Linked DNA regions of Hordeum vulgare: regions 1 and 2 are each linked to region 3. A link is a contact called in public Hi-C data. All regions are on one chromosome and are shown on one strand. The core of a region is the stretch at or near the end of the contact, and the rest is flanking DNA. Distances in the headings are between cores, read along the strand shown. Region 1 holds the start of LOC123427125 (FACT complex subunit SSRP1-B-like). Region 2 holds the start of LOC123408155 (hypoxanthine-guanine phosphoribosyltransferase). Region 3 holds the start of LOC123427116 (ubiquitin-conjugating enzyme E2 2).

The links. Hi-C and Micro-C count contacts between places; a contact is called where the count stands out from the background.
Region 1: a Hi-C map of seedling shows a contact between it and region 3, with 4 times the contacts expected there. The contact joins the promoter of LOC123427125 here to the promoter of LOC123427116 in region 3. A contact is called at or near these places in 2 of 6 Hi-C or Micro-C datasets (leaf and seedling) and 1 of 1 datasets of contacts at active chromatin or transcription factors (embryo).
Region 2: a contact with region 3 is called in a Hi-C map of leaf, with 4 times the contacts expected there. The contact joins the promoter of LOC123408155 here to the promoter of LOC123427116 in region 3. A contact is called at or near these places in 4 of 6 Hi-C or Micro-C datasets (leaf and seedling) and 1 of 1 datasets of contacts at active chromatin or transcription factors (embryo).

The regions. Positions count from the first base shown.
Region 1 is chr1H:135,685,649-135,688,557 of MorexV3_pseudomolecules_assembly, forward strand. LOC123427125 (FACT complex subunit SSRP1-B-like) reads left to right here and starts at 1,360. Exons shown (of 16, transcript XM_045111088.1): 1 at 1,360-1,570; 2 at 2,409-2,594; 3 at 2,770-2,875. The coding sequence starts at 1,517.
Region 2 is chr1H:134,424,619-134,427,589 of MorexV3_pseudomolecules_assembly, forward strand. LOC123408155 (hypoxanthine-guanine phosphoribosyltransferase) reads right to left here and starts at 1,549. Exons shown (of 3, transcript XM_045101336.1): 1 at 1,141-1,549. The coding sequence starts at 1,449.
Region 3 is chr1H:134,938,597-134,941,749 of MorexV3_pseudomolecules_assembly, forward strand. It overlaps LOC123427116 (ubiquitin-conjugating enzyme E2 2), which reads left to right and starts at 1,761. Exons shown (of 6, transcript XM_045111076.1): 1 at 1,761-1,985.

The DNA.
Region 1 (2,909 bases), core at 110-2,609, 750 kb after region 3:
TCCTTAACACGCCCGTCAAGGCGATGTGACGAGGGCTGACCCATCCGTCTGATGGGTCGTTCCCGAGCCGGATGGCGGGCGGCTCCGCCCCGAGCCGGTCCAGCTGTGTAGCCGGCCTTGTGGAAAGAAGCGTCCGCCGAGTGTTGTTTTTGAAGGAAGATGGGGAAGTGCTCGGTTTGGCATACCGTGGGGTTATCCCCGCGTCACTCGCTATGCACAAATCGCTTGGAGAGAAAAATTTCCTTGTTTTTATGGTCACACTTTAGGCTATCTTGGTAGCACATCCAAAAATGATGTGTGAAGACATTTTCCAACATCCGCATGCCATTCATGGATTCATTCAGTCATATGTTGCTGAGATCAACGCCATTCAGATAGCTGATGCCACAGGACAAAGTGCACCACAAAGTGGACCAAATCATTGGTTTGCACCGCTGCCCGACCTTGCAAAAATTAACACTGATGCGGCCGTTGGAAGGGGGAGATCTAATGGCTCGGTTGGTGCTATTTGTCGAGATCAACTGGGTTGTTTTTTGGGCGTTTCGGTGATAGTTTTCCCATACATATCGGACCCGGTCACCCTAGATGCACTCGCCATAAGAGCATGGTTAATAGTATAGCCAACTGCTGGTTATAAGTCATCTTATAGCCATCTTAAAGTTAGCTTGTACAATAGTTAGCTATAAAAGAGTACTACTTTTTATCATATATGGCCCACATTTCATTCTCACAAAGTACCTAGGGGCACGTGCTAGAGCTGTCTCTTCACGAAGAGCCCGCTTTCCTTCTCTCTCATCCAACTCAGCAAAAATATAATACTTTAATCCTTACAGACCGCTGAATGTACCTTATTGTACTTGCTCTAAGGGAGTCCCTAGCACTAGGAGATGATCTATATGAGAGGAAAGTTAAAGTTGCTTCAGATTATAAGGTGATTGTTGGTGGCATCGAGCAGAAGAACGGAGGAGCATATGAGACGATTGTTCGTGAAATTATACAATACAAGTCTACCTTTCTTATATGTAATATTAGTCATGAATTTAAGAGCTTAAATATCGAGGCTCACAAACTCGCGAGGCACATATTATCTCTGGGGCTGATCGCCATGTCTGATTAAGCCAAACCAATAGTCTTAAAATTTCGTTTTTGTAAACATTATGACGAATGAATAAAGCTTTGAAGTTTGTCAAAAAAATTCGAGATTCATGTCGAACGGAGGAACGATAGAGCGAAAGTTCACTCATTGTATTTTCCGTAAAGAACATCTATAAATCCTTCATTGTCGGAGAGATATCGGCCCCACCCGTCAGATACGGCCCGCTCTCTGCCCAAACGCCCTATATTAGCCCGCCGCGCGCCCCCATCCCCCAAGCGCCAAAGCGAAAGCCCCTTCCTCCTCGCCGCGGAGCTCCCAAATCCCGCACCCTAGGAGGCGACCCTACCGCGCGCGAGAGAGCGGGTCACGAGCCTGTAGCGACGGCGGCTGCGGTCACCGGCCGCAGAGACAGCGGGCGAGATGACGGACGGCCACCTCTTCAACAACATCTCCCTCGGCGGCCGCGTCGGCAACGTGAGTGCGCCGCCCTCCCCCCGCCCCCCGTCCTGGTCGAGTTCGTTCGCCGTGATTCGATTCGTTGTTTCGGTAGGGTTTTCCGCTCGACTGTTCGATTCCGCGCTGGCGAGTTTGCCGGACGGGCTCGTCTAGCTGAATTTGTTCTGCGGTATTCTGCGAACGGCGCCTGTTTTTTCTAGGGTTTACGCGCTAGGGTTTGTTTCTTCTCTGCGGCACGGAACCTGCCCCAGAGGGTAACTTTGGGATCCGCCGTTGGTTGTTGGATTTGAACACCAATGTTGGTCAGGCAAAATGAATATCCCATATCCAATTAGTTTGTGATGGAACAAATTGTAAGCTCCACTACAAACAGGCGCTAATCTAGGGATTCGAGGAACATGTTCATGCAACAGATACATAATGTCTTGTGCAATTCCTACCATCACCCAGGCGCCGTCCATTTTGGTATTCAGTGTGCCCATTGGTGCTATGTCTGCACTATGTTGGAAGATCACAGCAAATGGCCTTCATAATCGCTTTCTATTTACACTTCGCACATGTGCTTTAAGGATTATCCTCCTTATCATTGTTCAGCGTACCTATATGTGATTGAAACACTTGTTGGTTCATTTTGACGAATTGGAATTGTGAATTTGTGTTCATTCGTGGTTCATATTTTCTTGAAACTTAGTGAAGACCCTATTCCAATTATTTTTTTGGTAAAAAGTACATAGATCAATTCCAACAGAACCCCTATTTTCTATGACTGTTGTTGAATTGGTCACTGTTAGTGGCATCATCATGATGCTGAAATTTTCGTCGTGCTGTTATAGACTGATGTTTTGTGCGCTTGTAGAACCCTGGTCAGTTTAGGCTTTATTCGGGAGGGCTTGCATGGAAGAAGCAAGGTGGAGGAAAGACTATTGAGGTTGATAAAGCTGATATAGTTTCTGTGACGTGGATGAAAATCCCCAGATCTTATCAGCTTAGTGTTGGGACCAAAGAGGGCATCCGGTACGTGTTCAAAGGCTTCCGTGAACAGGTAATAGCCTACCCCCCTCCCCACGAAGAAATTAGTTGATTGTTCACTTGACAATGAAGAGATGCAGTTATACAATCACAGTTACACCTGCTTTCTGTGTCAAGGTTCAATCTTTCTTGGATAAATGAAACTCTAGTTGTAACCTGAGAAATATTTTGTTCATATTGTTCTGTAGGATGTTAGTAACCTTACTAACTTCATACAAAAGAACACGGGAACCACACCAGAGGAGAAGCAGCTTTCTGTTAGTGGACATAATTGGGGCGCGGTCGACATCAATGGTTACTGAGCTCTCTATAGTCTGTCTGGTCGTGG
Region 2 (2,971 bases), core at 299-2,798, 510 kb before region 3:
CCAACAGTGCTTGGATTTGTCAACTCTCTACCATCTGACCGGCTTCATCCAACAGTCAATATTCAAAGTTACTAAGAAACTACTGAGAAAAGGAGCCAGGTTCTGGTCAGTTATTTATGCAGAAAAAAGGGCCTCTTGTAAGGAAACTACTATAAGTGCAGAGTTCGTGCTGCACAGCTGCAGCCTTACTGCCCGTACCCTAGCCATCACCTCCCATTTCTTCCTCTCCAGTCACAGTCGCTACCCATCCGGCGGCAGTGAGTTCCTCCCCACCCCCATCTCACTGTATCCAGAACACCGTAGCCAGAGTTGGCTGTCGCGTCCTCCAGCCCCTCATACCATCTTTTTCCTCAAATTTCCTCTTCCCCAAACTCGGATGCTTAGCTCCCCTTCCGCCTCTTCCTCCCGTTGCTTCTTCTCCAGATCAAAGGAGGTAGAGCATTCACTCCGTAAGACCAGGGAATGAATGTTTGTTCCTTCGATTTCCCATTGAACACTGCTATATGGACGATCCTGTTTGGCCGGTAACTGTACGACAGTACAAATCCAACCGTCCATGCTTAAGCCAAGGTGCAGCACACCCATTTGATTGCCCAGTCGTACAGGTTTCAGATACTCACCGTCGTATCTGAACTAGTTCCGCTTCCCATTCATGTACCGACATTGTCTATATAACTAAATTCAGCATCTAGTCAACTCCCAAGAAACTCAATTCTTACCACAATAAATAACGTGGGAGAGCATTCACCCCCTAAGACCAGGGAACAAACGAGTCGTTCCACGGATGGAGCCATGTTTGGTATAACTTCATGTTTGGTATAACTAAAATTCGGCATTTAGTAAACTACCAAGAAACTCAATTCTGCCAAACAATGTGACACGCCAATTCAGATGACGCAACCCGATTAAGCTAGGTGATTCAAGGACAAAACGTCATTTCTCTCTAACTCTATGATTCTACTTGCTTGGGTAGCGGAAATTCCTCGGCGTTCATGACCCAAAACCTTAGCATAGGACCACAACTGAAAGCAACAATCACAGAAAAAGACGAGCCTATAAGCAGATAACGCCTGGTGGTGGTGGACACGAACCTCGCGGCCAAACAAACGTGGAAAAAAAAATGAGGATCGAGGAACTAACCACCACGACGTGCTTCCCGGCTACGTCGACCTTGAGGTCAGCAGTGACCCGGGGCCTTCCGCTGGACTCGGTGCCGTCGCCATACGACTCGACGCGCACGAGGTCGACGGCGAGCGGCGCGTCGATGCGCCGCACCAGGTCAGCGAGGAAGAGGAAAGCCCCCGTGGCGACGCCCACGACGACGGCCGACTCCGGGAGCCGGCGGATGTCCGCAGCGAGCTCCGAGGCGACCTCGGCGACCCGCGCGGCGATCTCAGCCTCCGACCACAGCACGCGATCGATGCCGGCGTTGGCGGCTTCGCTCACCATGGCGGTCGTGGTGGTGGCCAGGAACGTTAGGGCTGGGATTTGGATGTGGTGGTCGGGTGGGAGCTTGTGGGGCTATTGGGTGGGGCTCGGGCGGCGGCGTGGTGTTTCTGGGTGCGTTTACGTGGAAGGAAGAAGTGTCAGCATATCGCAATCGTGACGAGCAGTAGCACCATACCTGGTCAAATGAACCGGACCGTGCCCCCACCCGCCTATGTATCAATATTAGCCCTGTTTGGAACCATCCAGATTATATAATCTGGTTTTTATAATCTGCTATGTTTTTGAACAGGTCAGTTTATATTGTACTCCATCTGTTCCAAAATAACTGTCTTAACTTTGTACTAGCTCTAATATAAATTTGTACTAAGCTTAAGACACTTATTTTGGGACGGAGGGAGTAGATTTTAAAAACTAGATGACCAGATTATTAAAAACTCATAATCTACTCTACCCAGCTAAAATCAGATTATGGATTACTAATGACCTATTATCCTTGTAAAGTTAAAGATAATTACCTACTCCCACCGTCACTGTCCTATTTTTATAAACAGGACAAACATGTCATTGTACAATGTAAAATCTGAATTACAGTTTATATAATCTGGCCTCCAAACATGTTCACCTGGATTATTTTTATAAACCAGATTATATAATCTATCTTCATAATCCAGATTATTATAATCTATTGTGGTTCCAAACAGGGCCTTAGTCGGCCCACGTGTGCAGCTCCAAGCATGACACGGGAGTTATACGGACCGGTTCATCGGCACGTAAGTCCTGATTTTGGATCGTTTTTAGGCTGTTTTTTAGCCGATTTTAACCCCTAGTCTTCAGGTCCAGGCATGGTCCGAGGCGGGCTGCATGCTTGGCACGACCTCGTGCCGGCGTGTTCACGGGTTGTCCTGTTTAGGCCGGTCTGTTTAACCAACTATAACGAGCACGGCCGTCCATCTTCGGGGAACAATTGGGACAAGATGTCTACTTCTTCGCTTTAAAATATATATTTTTAAAATTTCATTAGAAGATTATATACAAATGTATATAAACTTGCTTTAAACAAGTGGTGGAGCTACGAAAGAAAACCTGGGTGGGCGAAACTAAAAGAAAACACAAAATATTTCAACTCAAGCAGTGGATCAAGAGTTGCTGCTGAAAATTCTTTCTCAACTTCATCTGTAATTGTATCATCTCTATTTTCCCTTGAAAACCAAATTGATTCTGCGATAGTTAGCCTGCCCATGAGGCCATGACAATTATCTAGTACTCTCTCCGTTCCAAAATAAGTGTATTAAGCTTAGTACAATTTTGTACTAGAGCTAGTATAAAGTTAAGACAGCTAGTATAAAGTTAAGACAGCTATTTTGGGACGGAGGGAGTACCAAATTAAGACATGTATTATCAATTGATTGAATTTCACAGTGCTACAACCTACATTTTCTAGGAAAAATAATACTGACCAATGACCAAGAGATGAGAGTTTGGAGGATGCACAGATGCCTGTGCAGCAGCGGTCGTCGTATAG
Region 3 (3,153 bases), core at 511-3,010:
GCCACCTTATTTTTGGGCCAGGCCCATGTAATTTCAAAATACCATATTATAGGCTATTTTTAGAGTCTGTATGTGTGGGGAGACTGAGTTAGGGTCAGTTTCGTACCCCTCCTCCAAGGGGTCACGAAATTCCTCCTCTATTCCCCCATATATAGAGCCCTTAGGGCGCCGTTTAGACTTGGGTTTTTTTAATTACATGTTCGGCATAACTGCAACTTCGCGTTCTTCATTTGTGTTCCACGACCACACAAAGGTGTCAAAGAACCCCACTTTCATCAATAAAGCTTTCCTCTTATATTCGTAGTATCCAGATTGCAATCTTAGTTTCTTGCTTATTCTTCGTTTGCGTGTAGGAAATAGACCCTCTTGGTCAGGTTGATCATGCTCCGGCGTGGTCAATAACCTCTAGGAGTTGGTTTAGCGACTGCTAAGGCGCGGCGTCCTCGCACGTTCATAGTCGGATCGTCAAAGTCCACTCCACCAAAACGATAACCACCAACTCATCGAAAGATCGGGACCCTCGCCTCTATCAAGGAGCCCCAGAGGTATAATCCTCCCTCGTATGTTCCATATGTCTGGTTGCGCCGCTCATCGGAGTGGCAAAGGGGGTGCTTTAGCCGGAGGGGAAGCGAGGCATCCACTTCAGTGAAGCGCGGATGAGGGTTGGTTTTTAGGACTGGGGGACGACGGTGGCCCGCGGGAGAGGGTGAGACACCGGATGTGTACACCGACGACGGGCCAACGATGGCCTTCGTGCGACCCAAGCGGCTTAAAAACCGAACTTTTTTATTGGGTTAAAAGTTGGGATGTCTATTGCACATAAATTGTTATCATGATTATACTGAAGTTGTCATGATATATTTCGATTACTTTTTCTTCTATGTTTAAAGTAAAATTTTGACATGTTATAAAAAGAGAATTAAGAAACTAAACTTGCCATAATGAATTACTAAAATTTACAATGATCCATGAAATAATTTTGACATGGTTCATAAGTAAGAACAAATATGCCGTCAATCACTTTAAAAATGCATGGTCAATGAGTCAAATTTGTCATGAACCATAAACTAAAGTTACCATGATGAATTATTTAAATTTACCATGGTACATACATTTAAATTTGCCATGGTTCATACAAAAAACATTTCCATGTTCAAAATACTAAAATTGTCATGATCTGTAAACTTAATTTGTCAAGACAAATTACTAAAAGTTGCCATGATCCATGAATCAAATTTGTCGTACTTAATTATTAAAATTTGCCGGAGTCAATTAATTAAAATTACTGTGAAAATTAGTAGAAATACAATGGTACTTTTAAATCTAAAAGAAAAAAATAGATGAAACATGTCGCGGCAATTTTATTGTAAATATTATGGCAACTTTAATATAAATATTAGGACAACTTTTGATCCAAAAAAGATCGTCTAAACATATCAATATTGGGTTTAGTTTTGAAGACCTCATCGAGACGGATTTAATGATGAAAATGAATTTTCAATTAGATTTTTTATTTAAGAGATAAAATATTTTGAAGTCAAAAAAACCAAAAAAATGCCATTGATGTCATATATATGATGTGGCAAGATAGATGGTTATGAAGGCATGTGGACCGTATCATAGCGTATGAGCGTTATTATGTAGAAAAATCTAAATAAATTAAGTTTTTTTTAAGTTAAGAAAGGGCAGTGTCTTAAGGCCTAGCTTTGGGGATCGGCCTCGTTTCTTGGCGGGCCTAAGGCCGACCCTCTGTCCTTTTATTCGGGTGCAATGCCCTCCTGCCTCCTCGCTTCGCCCCAAATCCATTCCCCTCCGCCCCCTTCCCCTTGTCGAACAAGGAGCCTTCTGCACCCGAATCCGGTCAAGTTCGCTGGCGTCTCCACCCGATCAACTCCACTGCAGTATGCTATAGCCCGTGGAGCTTGGGGCGTTGGTTGTACGGCGGTCGATTCCCGCGGGATCTGCCGGGGCGCCCGGAGCCGGAGGTATGATCCGCATTATCTGCTCTGCTCGACGGGTCTTGGTCTACGATCTGGTGGATCGATCGGCTGCGATTGCGCTGATTTTCTTCCGTTCGTCTGGCCGTAAAATCGTGATTGCGTTGATGACGCGAGCGGTTGCGCTGTGCTGTAGACGTAGCTTGATCGATCCGTTTTGCGAAGCACAGTTGCTTTTGCATTAGCTTGACTCCAGTCAGGAGAAAATGCAATCATCTGAGCACATACAACGTGGTGCTTGCCTTAGAAGAGGGGAAAAGCTAACCATCAGCGGGCGGATTATAATGGCCGCATCAGCCACCTCCCCCGTAAGACACGCGATTCGAGTGACTATGCGGTTCTGCAACAAAGACTATGTTTCTTAAACATATGTGATGTTGCAGTGGTCTACTATAGATTTATGTTCTGACCATCCGGCCGCCGCCAGCCGCCCATGCCGCCCATGAACGTTGCAAAAAATTTCCGCAACTTGACCTTTGTTGTAAAAATTCCTGAAACATGACCTTTGTTGCAAAAAATTCTCCCGCAAAAGTACCTATGTTGCAGAAAGACGAAGAAAAAAAATCCTGCAACAAGCAAATTGTTTCTGAAACTCGACGGTTGTTTCAGGAATTAACGGGTCCAAAGTTTATTTCTTGCAACAAAGCGAAAGTTTCTGCAACTCAGCCATCGTTTCAGGAATTATGGGGTGCCTGACCGGAGCAGATCCGACGTCACGTGTAGATCGGACGGCCCTCCAAGTGGTGGATGTTTAGTAAACATCCACCGGTGGATGCGTAGCAGGCCCCTTAGAAGAGGTGCTTCTTATGTACTGTAATTGCCTGGCGACGGGAATTCTCCTAGAAGACACGTGGAATTGTCTATCGAAGGGTAGAGGATTGAGATTGTTGAGATGTTCACTGGGTAGTTTTTTTTTCAAGGATGCGTCCAAGCGGATAGATCAGCATTAAAGGAGGACACAGAGAGGCCATTACAACACCATAAGAGGCAGCAACACCTTAGGCCAACTCCAACTGCGGACGTAAATGGGTGCGGATTGGGTTCACTTTTTATCCGTTTGGGTTGGCAAGGTGGACAAAAATGTACCTTAGGCCAACTTCAATTGATCGACGCAAATGGATGCGGATTGGGTTCGTTTTTTATCCGTTTGGGTCGG